Regions from separate parts of the Mus musculus genome. Here region 1 is linked to region 2. A link is a contact called in public HiChIP or PLAC-seq data. All regions are on one chromosome and are shown on one strand. Each heading gives the region's core, a stretch centred on a gene start, on an enhancer-like site or on the middle of the called end of the contact. The rest is flanking DNA. Distances are from core to core; before and after follow the strand shown. Region 1 has its middle 74 kb from the start of Fbxl4. Region 2 has its middle 120 kb from the start of Gm42260.

Region 1 (4,926 bases), core at 1,167-3,666, 140 kb before region 2:
CCACACTTGGCCAGGACCCAGAGTAGACAACACTGATCAAAGAGCACAACATCTTCTCAACAATGATGAGAACAGTTGTGTGCATTGTGATGGTTTGTGTGAAAATGACCCTCACAGTCATGGACCTTAGAGAACCTTGGAAATTTACCTTAGAATAAAAAGATAGAAAGCAGTACCCCAAATAAATGGATCCAGGAAGCAAGCTGTGTAGCCATTTTAATATCTGACAAAACAGACTTCAATACAAAACTATTGTTTGATAGGGAAGGGCACTACAAAGGAAAAATTCACCAAGGGGATACTGCAATTCTAAACATTTGTACACCAAACATAAGAACACTTACATTCATAAATGAAATACTTCTACAGCTAAAATCACATAATCTCACATAGTGATAATGAATAAATTCAATATCTCACTCTCATCAATACCAGGGTTAAATAATGTCATAAACTAAATAGACTAACATATATCTATAGAACATTCTACCCAAACACTAAAGAGTATGGGCTTTTCTCAGAAGCCCATGGAATCTTAGCCAAAATTGAGGACAAAATGGTCACAAAGCAAGTTTCAACAGACATAGAAAAACTGAAATAACACCTTCTAGCCTATAAGGACGCAAAGGACTAAAGCTAGATATCAGCAACAGTAGAGATGGCAGAAAGTATACAAACTGATGGAAGTTGAACAACTCACTGTTGAATAAAAACTGAATCAAGATAAAAATCAGGCAGGAAATTTAAAGGGTTTTAGAACTGAATGAAAATGAAATCACAATATTGTCAAAATATGGAACACAGTGAAGACGGGTCTAAGGGGGACCTTCAGAGTTCTAGATGCCTTTATCAAAAAACTAAGATGATTTTATGCTAGTAACTTGACACACCTGAAATATCAAGAAAAGCTTGAGCTAACATCCCAAAGGAGTCCTTGGTAAGGAATAATCAAATTCAGGCATGAAGTCAATAAAATAGAAACAACCAACAACTAAAATGCAAAGGATCAATGAAACGAAGAATTGGTTCTTTGAAAAATTAACAAGATTTACAACCCTTAGTCAAATTAACTATAAAGAGGGAAGATTCTAATTATTAAAGTTAGAGGTTAGAAAGGTTACATTACAATAGACACACATGAAATTCAGAGAATCACGAGGACATACTTTTAAATTCTGCATTCCACCAGACTAGAAAACCTGTATAAAATTTATGGATTTCTTCACACACACATTTACTTATATGTATTTATTTACTTACTGAAGTAAAATCAAAATCATATGAGCAATTTAAACACACCCATAATTCTTAGTGAAATATAAGCAGTAATTAATTCAAGCAAAGTCTAGAGAAAGGGAAAATATTTTTGCCAATTATGCATATGATACAGAGTTAGTATTTAGAATATGTAAAGAACTAAAAAGAAAATGAATATCAAAAAAACCAAACAACACAATGAAAACAGGAATAGAGAAATAAACTGGGAGTTCTCAAAACACAAGTAACCTGAAGCTCTTAAAGAAAAGCTACCCATCCATTGCCCCAGGGGAATGTCTTACCTCAAAATGACTAGGATCAATAGAATGAAGGACAGCTCATGCTGTCAAGGATGTGGGGAAGGAGAGTACTTACCATTGCTGGTGGGAGTGACAATGCGTATAGACACCCGGGAAATCAGTACGGAGGTTCCTCAAAAAGCTGAAAATTAATATACAAGATCCAGCTATACCACCTTTGGGCGTATACCCAAAATTCTCTATATTTTACTCTAGAACTATGTACTCATCCATGTTCACTACTGCTCTATTCATAATAGCCAGAAATTAGAAATAGCCTAGATATCCATCTGCTGATGAATAGATGATGAAAATGTACATTTCCACAATGGAATATAATCAAGCTTTAAAAAGAGAGAAAAATTATAAAATTTAAAGTTCTGCTGTTTCAAAATAATACAACATTCCCTGAAACAAACCTTCTTGCTTCTATAGTATTTAGACTGCAATGTCCTCCTGATAACTGTCTCCCATCCCACACTTATTTCTAATTTCTCTTGGTACTTTCATAGTTCAATGTTAGATCCTTGGGATTGCAGCAGATCATATTGTTACAGTAATAATAATAAGTGATCTTATTATCTCCCTTGGCATTCAAGTGTTGGAAATGTAATAACCAATGCAACACTGTTGAGCAGTGGTGGGGACAGAGAGACACGGGTTTCTGCCCCTGGAACAGGGCTCTGGTGTCGGCCTCCATGAGTGTAGATGATTGTTGTGGGTGTAAGGCTAGTTTGTATAATAGTATACATATTTTCTGGAACCCCTGCTGGCAGTGGAGGACTCTTTCCTTCAGAGGAAAGTCCTCCTGATTAAGGTTCATGATTCCATGATAATTAGAAACAGCAGGAGTTGAGGGTGTGGCTATGACTCAGCAAAGTAGACCTGAGAGCTTTGGGACAGCCCTTAAAGCTATGAGAAGGAGCTCTAAATACATTCGCTCAAAAATTTATATTTTCTCAATTATGTAAAAAATAAAGATGCAATATGAATCATAAGAGGAGCTTCACAAATCTAAAGGAACAAAAGCAGCTTTGCTGTAAGCCAACTTGTATGGAAATTACCCAGGAAGAAGATAAGAGATTTAGGGAGTGGGGATTGCATAAGTCCCACATAGATGAGTTTTCTGTTTATGCTTTCAAAGGCAGATAGATTCTTGAGTTCAGGGTCAGCCTAGGAAAGAGAGATGTTAGCCTCAGGCGTGGTGGAAATGGTAGCTGCAGGGCAGGGTTCCATTCTACTAGTTTACCTTCTGTTCTTAACAAAGGAAGACAGATCTCTGAATTCTTTTGGAATGATAAGAAAAAAAGATATGCTTGCTGTCTCCTAAAAACCAAAGGGTTGGCCTCACAGGATGTGATGTGGAATTATAAGGCAATCAAAAGGAAACCTGGAGTAAATGACTGGATTGATATGTAAATAAAAGACTGGACCTGTGTTCTGCAGGAGAGGAGCTATTCAGAGAATTTTTTTAAGATAAAAGAGAGAACAGCTTGGAGAACTGACACAAGCAAGCAGGACATGGATAGAGATCTCCAGAAAGTTGAACCTAGACAGACGCAGGCTGGAACAAGGTTGTATGAAGCAGAACACAGGTCGTCTTCCAGTTGTTCTTTTCAGCAGTCCCAGACACCCCTTCTCTCAGAACCCTTCTCCAAGCTAAGGCTGATCCTTGGCAGAATGGGACCTCTAGGACGTGATCTTGTCATGAAAAGGGTGTTTGATTTGCAGGGTGTGGCCATTGCAGGCTAGGTTACTATTTCAAGGCCGGTCATTGCACAGTAAGTTACTATTGGTTGTTTTTTGCTCTTTCTCTTTTACTTTCCGCCATGGAAGGTGGTCATAAGAATTCCCCACCAGACATTGGCCACTTAACATTGGATTTCACTACCATCAAAACTATGAGAAATGGTTCTTCTTTTTCTTTTTTAAGTTAGCCAATCAATGGTATTCCATCATAGCAATGCAAGTGAACAAAATGAATGGTTTGAATCATGGCTGTCTTTTTTTTTTTTTTTTTCTAAATTACAGCCTTCCCAAAGACAAAAGACAGAGCATGAGTTCTCACTACAGCCTTCCAGGACTACCTGCTGATAGAAGGCTTATATCTACACCATATAACCTTATGACATTCCAAGTCTATCTTCTCTTCCATAACAGGATAACTTTATAAGCCTGTTGTTAAAAATTCAGCGAAATAATAAAGGTGAAGTACAAGGCTTGGTGTTTGATATGAAAACTACTATTCACAAAATGCTCAATATTGCTTTGAATGACATTCAGTAAATTTACTGAGTTAATAACAATTGAATTAATAACTTAACTGAATCAATCACTTAATTCAATTAATAACAAACATCAGTAACAATGGGTGGCTGCTCCGTGCCAAGTGCTATTGAAAAACCACTACACTTATTATTTCATTGTATTCTTCCAACACCAAGAGGAGGGTGTATTATCAAGTCTATTTACTGAGAAGAAAGCTGAAGGAAAAGAAAGCAAAGCCACTACTTGTTCAGAGTCACACCACAGTTAAAGAGAAAAACACCAGAAAGCTCTTCCTACCACGCATGTTCCTGTTTCCAAGGCATTTGTTGTAAAAGCTTTCCTGTCTTTAGCACCCTATTTTCTGACCCACATAGAACTGTGAAAAAACAGTATCATCTTACATTACAACTTTGCTTTACAGATCTCTAAATAATTTTTTGGAAGCACAATAAGATAACAAAGGGATGCTAATATCATCACATTATCTACTAAACTCAATAGTGTCACTTGCATAAGATCATCTTGTTATTTTCTTTAAAAACAAATTTTATTTTTTAAAATATTTGTACATGTTTAAAGAATATGGTACAGAAATCTCCCATCTAAGTACTAACAAGGTCCAGCCCTGCTTAGCTTCCACAATTGGACACATTTCAAAATGGTATGGCCATAGATGAGTTTGCTAATCTAATAGAAACATATAAAAAGGCCAGATTAACATCCCACCTGCTTTAACATTAATCATCTCTGTGTTTGAAGCCTGTTGAACTCTTCCATTTGTTTTGGACTATATCATAGCATTTTGTCAACTATAGTTACTCCACTGTGCCATGGATCACCAGAGCCCAAATCCTTCCCACCCATGCTCTTCACCCTTTCCATTTCCAGATCACTTGTTTTCCCCTTCCCAGCCTTTACTGACAACTATTCTATCTCTCCTATGATACTGCTTGGCGTAACTTTCATAGTGTTATGAAAGGATGTAGTGTAGAAGTGTAGAAGTATGCAGCTTCATGTTTATCTATTCTCACAAAGCACATGTGCACACACAACCACACAAAGGTTTTACCTTCATTAGACAGACACAAATTTAGATATCCTA
Region 2 (4,518 bases), core at 806-3,305:
AGGAGCAGCTTAACTCTATCCTTTTCTCAGTCTCTAGTACTAAAGTCAGGATCTTATAGTGTTCTTCCCAGAAAACTCTCTTTAAAGAATCATCTCCTTGGACAACTCACTGTGACACCCCTGTTTATTTTCTTCAACTTACTTGTCTATTTATTTATTCTTCCCCCCCCCCCTTCTATCTATCTCTTTCTCTCATCTTTCATGAGCAAAAACCGAGAAACTTATTCATTGGATATCATGTTGCTGGTGCCTGGAACAGTGACTGTTGTATGGTATTTGTTGTACAAAGAAAAGAAGGAATGGACAGGTGATAGTGGCACATGCCTTTAGTCCCAGCACTTCGAAGGCAGAGGCAGGCAAATTTCTGAGTTCCAGGCCAGCCAGCCTGGTCTACAGAGTGAGTTCCAGGATAGCCAGGGCTATACAGAGAAACCCTGTCTCAAAAACAAAACAGAAATGAAGGAATGATGACCACAAAAAAACAGGTATAGATGACATCACTGGAAACCAGTTTTGTAGAAGGTATTTTATTAATATAATAAAAATAAAATGGCTTGAACATAAATATCATAGCTAAAAGACAGTAGGGGTACAGCAGGGGTACTTATATCATGGGGCCAAACAACAGCTAATTAGACGTAAGGTCTGTTAAATAGGAGGGAATTCATGGGTATTATAATAAGCCTAGCCAACTACCAGTCACAAATGGAACTCTACAACTGGCACAACCCTAAATCAGCATAATTTCTAATTGCATTTTTTTGTTGTTGTTTTTTGGTTTGTTTGGGTTTTTTGTTTGTTTGTTTGTTTTTGTTTTTGTTTTTTCAAGACAGAATTTCTCTGTGTAGCCCTGGCTGTCCTGGAACTCACTTTGTAGACCAGGCTGACCTCCAACTCAGAACTCCACCTGCCTCTGCCTCCCAAGTGCTGGGATTAAAGGCATGCGCCACCATGCCCAGCTTAATTGCATTCTTAATACTTGACCTTATATGCATATATGAGTGTTGTTCTGAAACACCATGACCAGAGCAATATGAGGAAGAAAGAGTTCATGAGGATTACCATTGTGCCTCATTCGTTTTGACACTTGGCTATCTGCAGATGCCTGGCCTGGATGCTTCCATGTTGGGCAGACATGTAGCAAATCATCTTTCCTAAATCTCCAGGACAAGGAATTTTCTCCTTTTGGGGAAGTTTTTGGAAATCTTTTCTGGAATTTTTTTTCCATTTATGTCTTTCTATCGTGCTGCAGACCCTTTTTGGTCCCTGTCTGTGTAGAACGGGTCTCTGGTTGCAGGTGGACTAGGAGTGGGCGAATGAATGACAGACAGAATCACACGAGAGATTGTGTAGAATCTGAATGTAATTTTTCAAGTTGAGCATCATACTTTTTATACAGGAGAGCAACAAGAAACCAGGTGAGATACATCCACCGAGTTACAGTGACACAATACAAAAGGAATGTATACATCAAAAGAAGGTGGGGACCAGGCTGCTGCCACTAAGAAGGGAGCCAGGTGTAATGCTAGTCTATTGTTAAGCCCGCCACCAGGGGTTCTTAGTAAATGCCTGGTTATGCTGTTTCTTTGGGCCTAGTGAAGAAACCTGTCTCAGGGGGATTCCCTAACTCTTTCATGGTAAACCCACCTATTTGCTAGGCCATTGTGAATTCACTTGTCTGGGTAAGACTGGCTATTGTCCCAAGTAAACACTCTACAGACCAGCCCCAAGCTATTCCTGCTCTGTTCTTTGTAATGCCTAATTAGTTTCACAGGCTCTACTAGAAGTAAATTTGAATGTTACTGAATAGATAACCTTCTTACTGAATTCCTACTGAATTCCAAGCTTGTCAGCTTCAAGCATTTTCTAGGACATTGGAACACTGGTGGAGGCTTACCTATGTCAGAATTCAATCTTTAAAGGCACTTATAATAATAATACTAAAAGAGAGCACGTGGATCCATACACCAGACTAACGCAGGGATAGGGTATGAATATACTGGTTATGAGAATGCCTGGTTCCAGGAAGTTGAATTTCCTTGAAACTCCCTGCCCCGTGAGTGCTTCCAGGCCCCTCGGCCTGCCAAGCAGACTTCACTGGAGTGTGCATAGCACTATAGGATGCAGAAGACTTGCCAATAAATATAACTCTATCCATGCTCACTGAGATCAATGAAAACACAAGCAAACACAGAATCCTGTTCCAGAACAAAAGTCAGCAGGAAAACAAAGCTGTCAATTCCCCATATTCATTGTTTCCATATTAATACATTAACATCATTATTAAGCTCTTACAAGGATGGATGGAGGACTCTTTTGTTTCCTAGTTACTGATATTTTGTTTAGAATTTTAAAACTGACTCGGCAGGTAAAAGTGCTTGCTAAGAAAGCTTGACAACCTGCATTTGTTCTTCTCCCTGGAACCCATATAAAAGCCAGATGTGACAATATGTAATCTCAGTACTCCTCCCGAGATAGGAGGTAAAGAATCGAAAGATGCCTGGAGCTAGCTAGCCAGTATTTCCCAGCATCCAATAAGGAGGACTCAATTGCAAACAAGATGGAAAGCAATGATAGCTGAGACTGTCCTCTGTCCTCCATATGCACCATGACAAGTGGGGTCCCATCACACACACACACACGCACACACACACACACACACACGCACACACACACACACACACACACGCACAGAGAGAGACAGAGACAGTGACAGAGAGACAGAGACAGACAGAGCAAGTATATATACAGAGAAATAAATGAATATTTAAAATGGTAATGCTACACAACATGCTTGACGCTTACATGTTTACAGGTTTTAACATTGGAATAAGTGATAATATTTGATAATATTTTAAGTTATCTCACTGTTTTAAATTATAGTTAACACCTACTTTCTATATATAAGAATATATGAGACTAGGGTGAAGGCTCAGTGGTTAAGAGCACTAGCTGTTCTTGCAAAGGACCTGTACCCACACAGTGGCTCAAAGCCATCTGGAACTAGTTCCAGAGGATCCAGTGACTCCTTCTGACCTTCAAAGGCACTGCATGAGCATGAAGCATAAGTACACAAGCAACTTGCCCATGTGCATACAGAAATAGATAAGGAAATCATTAAAATATAGCCCTCATATATAAAAGTAAAAAAAAAAAAAACCTACCAGAATGAGTTCTGTGACTTTACACATTGATCCATCTTTTCCCCTTAATAAAACTCTTTCCATATAACTAAGAGTAGGCAAACTAGATCAGGGATGTGAATGGAAATTCTACTATATTAGAATCATTTCCTGATTGGAAAGTCTCACAATCAAACCCCAGATGACCCTGCCATTGGGCCACCAAAAAGTGTTTCTATCTTCTAGTTCTTTCCTATTCTTCTCTTTCTTTGTTTGTTTTCCCCCTCTTTGTTCTCTCTGTACCCTCTTTCCCCTCCTCTCACTCTTTTTTTGGCTTAGACATCAGATATTTTGTTTTCTCCCACTAGGGAAGTCTAGAGTCATGGTGGAGGTAAACCAACCTACTGATGGGGTCTGTCTCTCTTCCTGGTTGTCTTCTCTCTGTCTTCACAGGGGCTGTGTCTGTCAGTAGAACAGCAAGTGCAATCAAGCCCTCTAGTGTTTCTCTTCACAGTGAACACTAAGCCCATATAACTAGCACCACGTCTTCTAATGAAAATTTTGAACACTGTGCTAAGTGCTAGGAACAGAGAGATAAGGGACTCAGCCACTATGAAGATTACCAGAGGAGACACAATTCAGTGCAGCATGAAGATATCATGCCAGAGGGACTCCTGGGGAAGGGGATAAAGGGGAATCGAGAGAGTTCCAGAGGGAATGAGGCTGAGCTATGGTCATCAAAAACCAAATAAGCTATTTGCACCATGAAACAAAAGTGTGCATTGCATGTGTGCACAAAGCTTCAAAGCATAAGACAGATTGGCAGAGTTTAGGAAATGTAGATTATTTTTCTCAGTTGGGAAAAGAAAAGGAAGATTTAATCCAGAGATACAGTCAATTGAGTAACTTCTGCCTAAGGTTTTAAGAATAAGATTTTTTTTTTTCCTAGACCACTTTCTATTAAAAGTCCAAGTCTTGGCACAATATTAACCTACAGATTTTCATTACACCCTTAATATATATCTAAGAGTGCACAATGTCTAATTTGATTGAAGACATTTGCTGAATGCCAGCAAATTGATCACATTTCTTTTATGTTTCTGGTTGTAGTTGAAATCTATAAATATGATCAAATACACAGTGAGAAGCACATGCTTTTAAACTAGCCATTTTAGAAAAAAAAAAGTCATGGGCAGAGTTTACATATCCTCCAAGAGGTGTCTGTTTCTTCTTTTGGTTATATATCTCCACAATTCACATTCCCTCTGGCCTTCTAGTCAGAGACATGCTAAATGCTATTACTGCCCATAAAAGCTGAAATGGATAAGTAATAGGGCTAGTTAAATGAGAGAAGCCCACAGGTTCTATTTCACTGGCCAGGCTCACTTATCAGTAG

The links. HiChIP or PLAC-seq counts read pairs in DNA pulled down with a chosen protein or histone mark.
Region 1: an H3K27ac HiChIP or PLAC-seq map of embryonic stem cells shows a contact between it and region 2, with 8 read pairs. The contact joins two enhancer-like sites. A contact is called at or near these places in 7 of 484 Hi-C or Micro-C datasets (astrocytes, cerebral cortex, embryonic stem cells and 1 more), 10 of 115 datasets of contacts at active chromatin or transcription factors (embryonic stem cells and epiblast stem cells) and 1 of 9 other capture datasets (embryonic stem cells).

Annotation. Positions count from the first base shown.
Region 1 is chr4:22,280,606-22,285,531 of GRCm38.p6, reverse strand. No RefSeq gene overlaps it. Among named protein-coding and RNA genes, the nearest start is that of Fbxl4, 74 kb to the left of the region's middle. Within about 2 kb of position 2,416, at least 7 of the 459 cell types and tissues checked have an H3K27ac peak or open chromatin away from gene starts, as enhancers often do. A contact at or near this core is called in embryonic stem cells, where this site is marked.
Region 2 is chr4:22,142,223-22,146,740 of GRCm38.p6, reverse strand. No RefSeq gene overlaps it. Among named protein-coding and RNA genes, the nearest start is that of Gm42260, 120 kb to the right of the region's middle. Within about 2 kb of position 2,055, at least 9 of the 459 cell types and tissues checked have an H3K27ac peak or open chromatin away from gene starts, as enhancers often do. A contact at or near this core is called in embryonic stem cells, where this site is marked.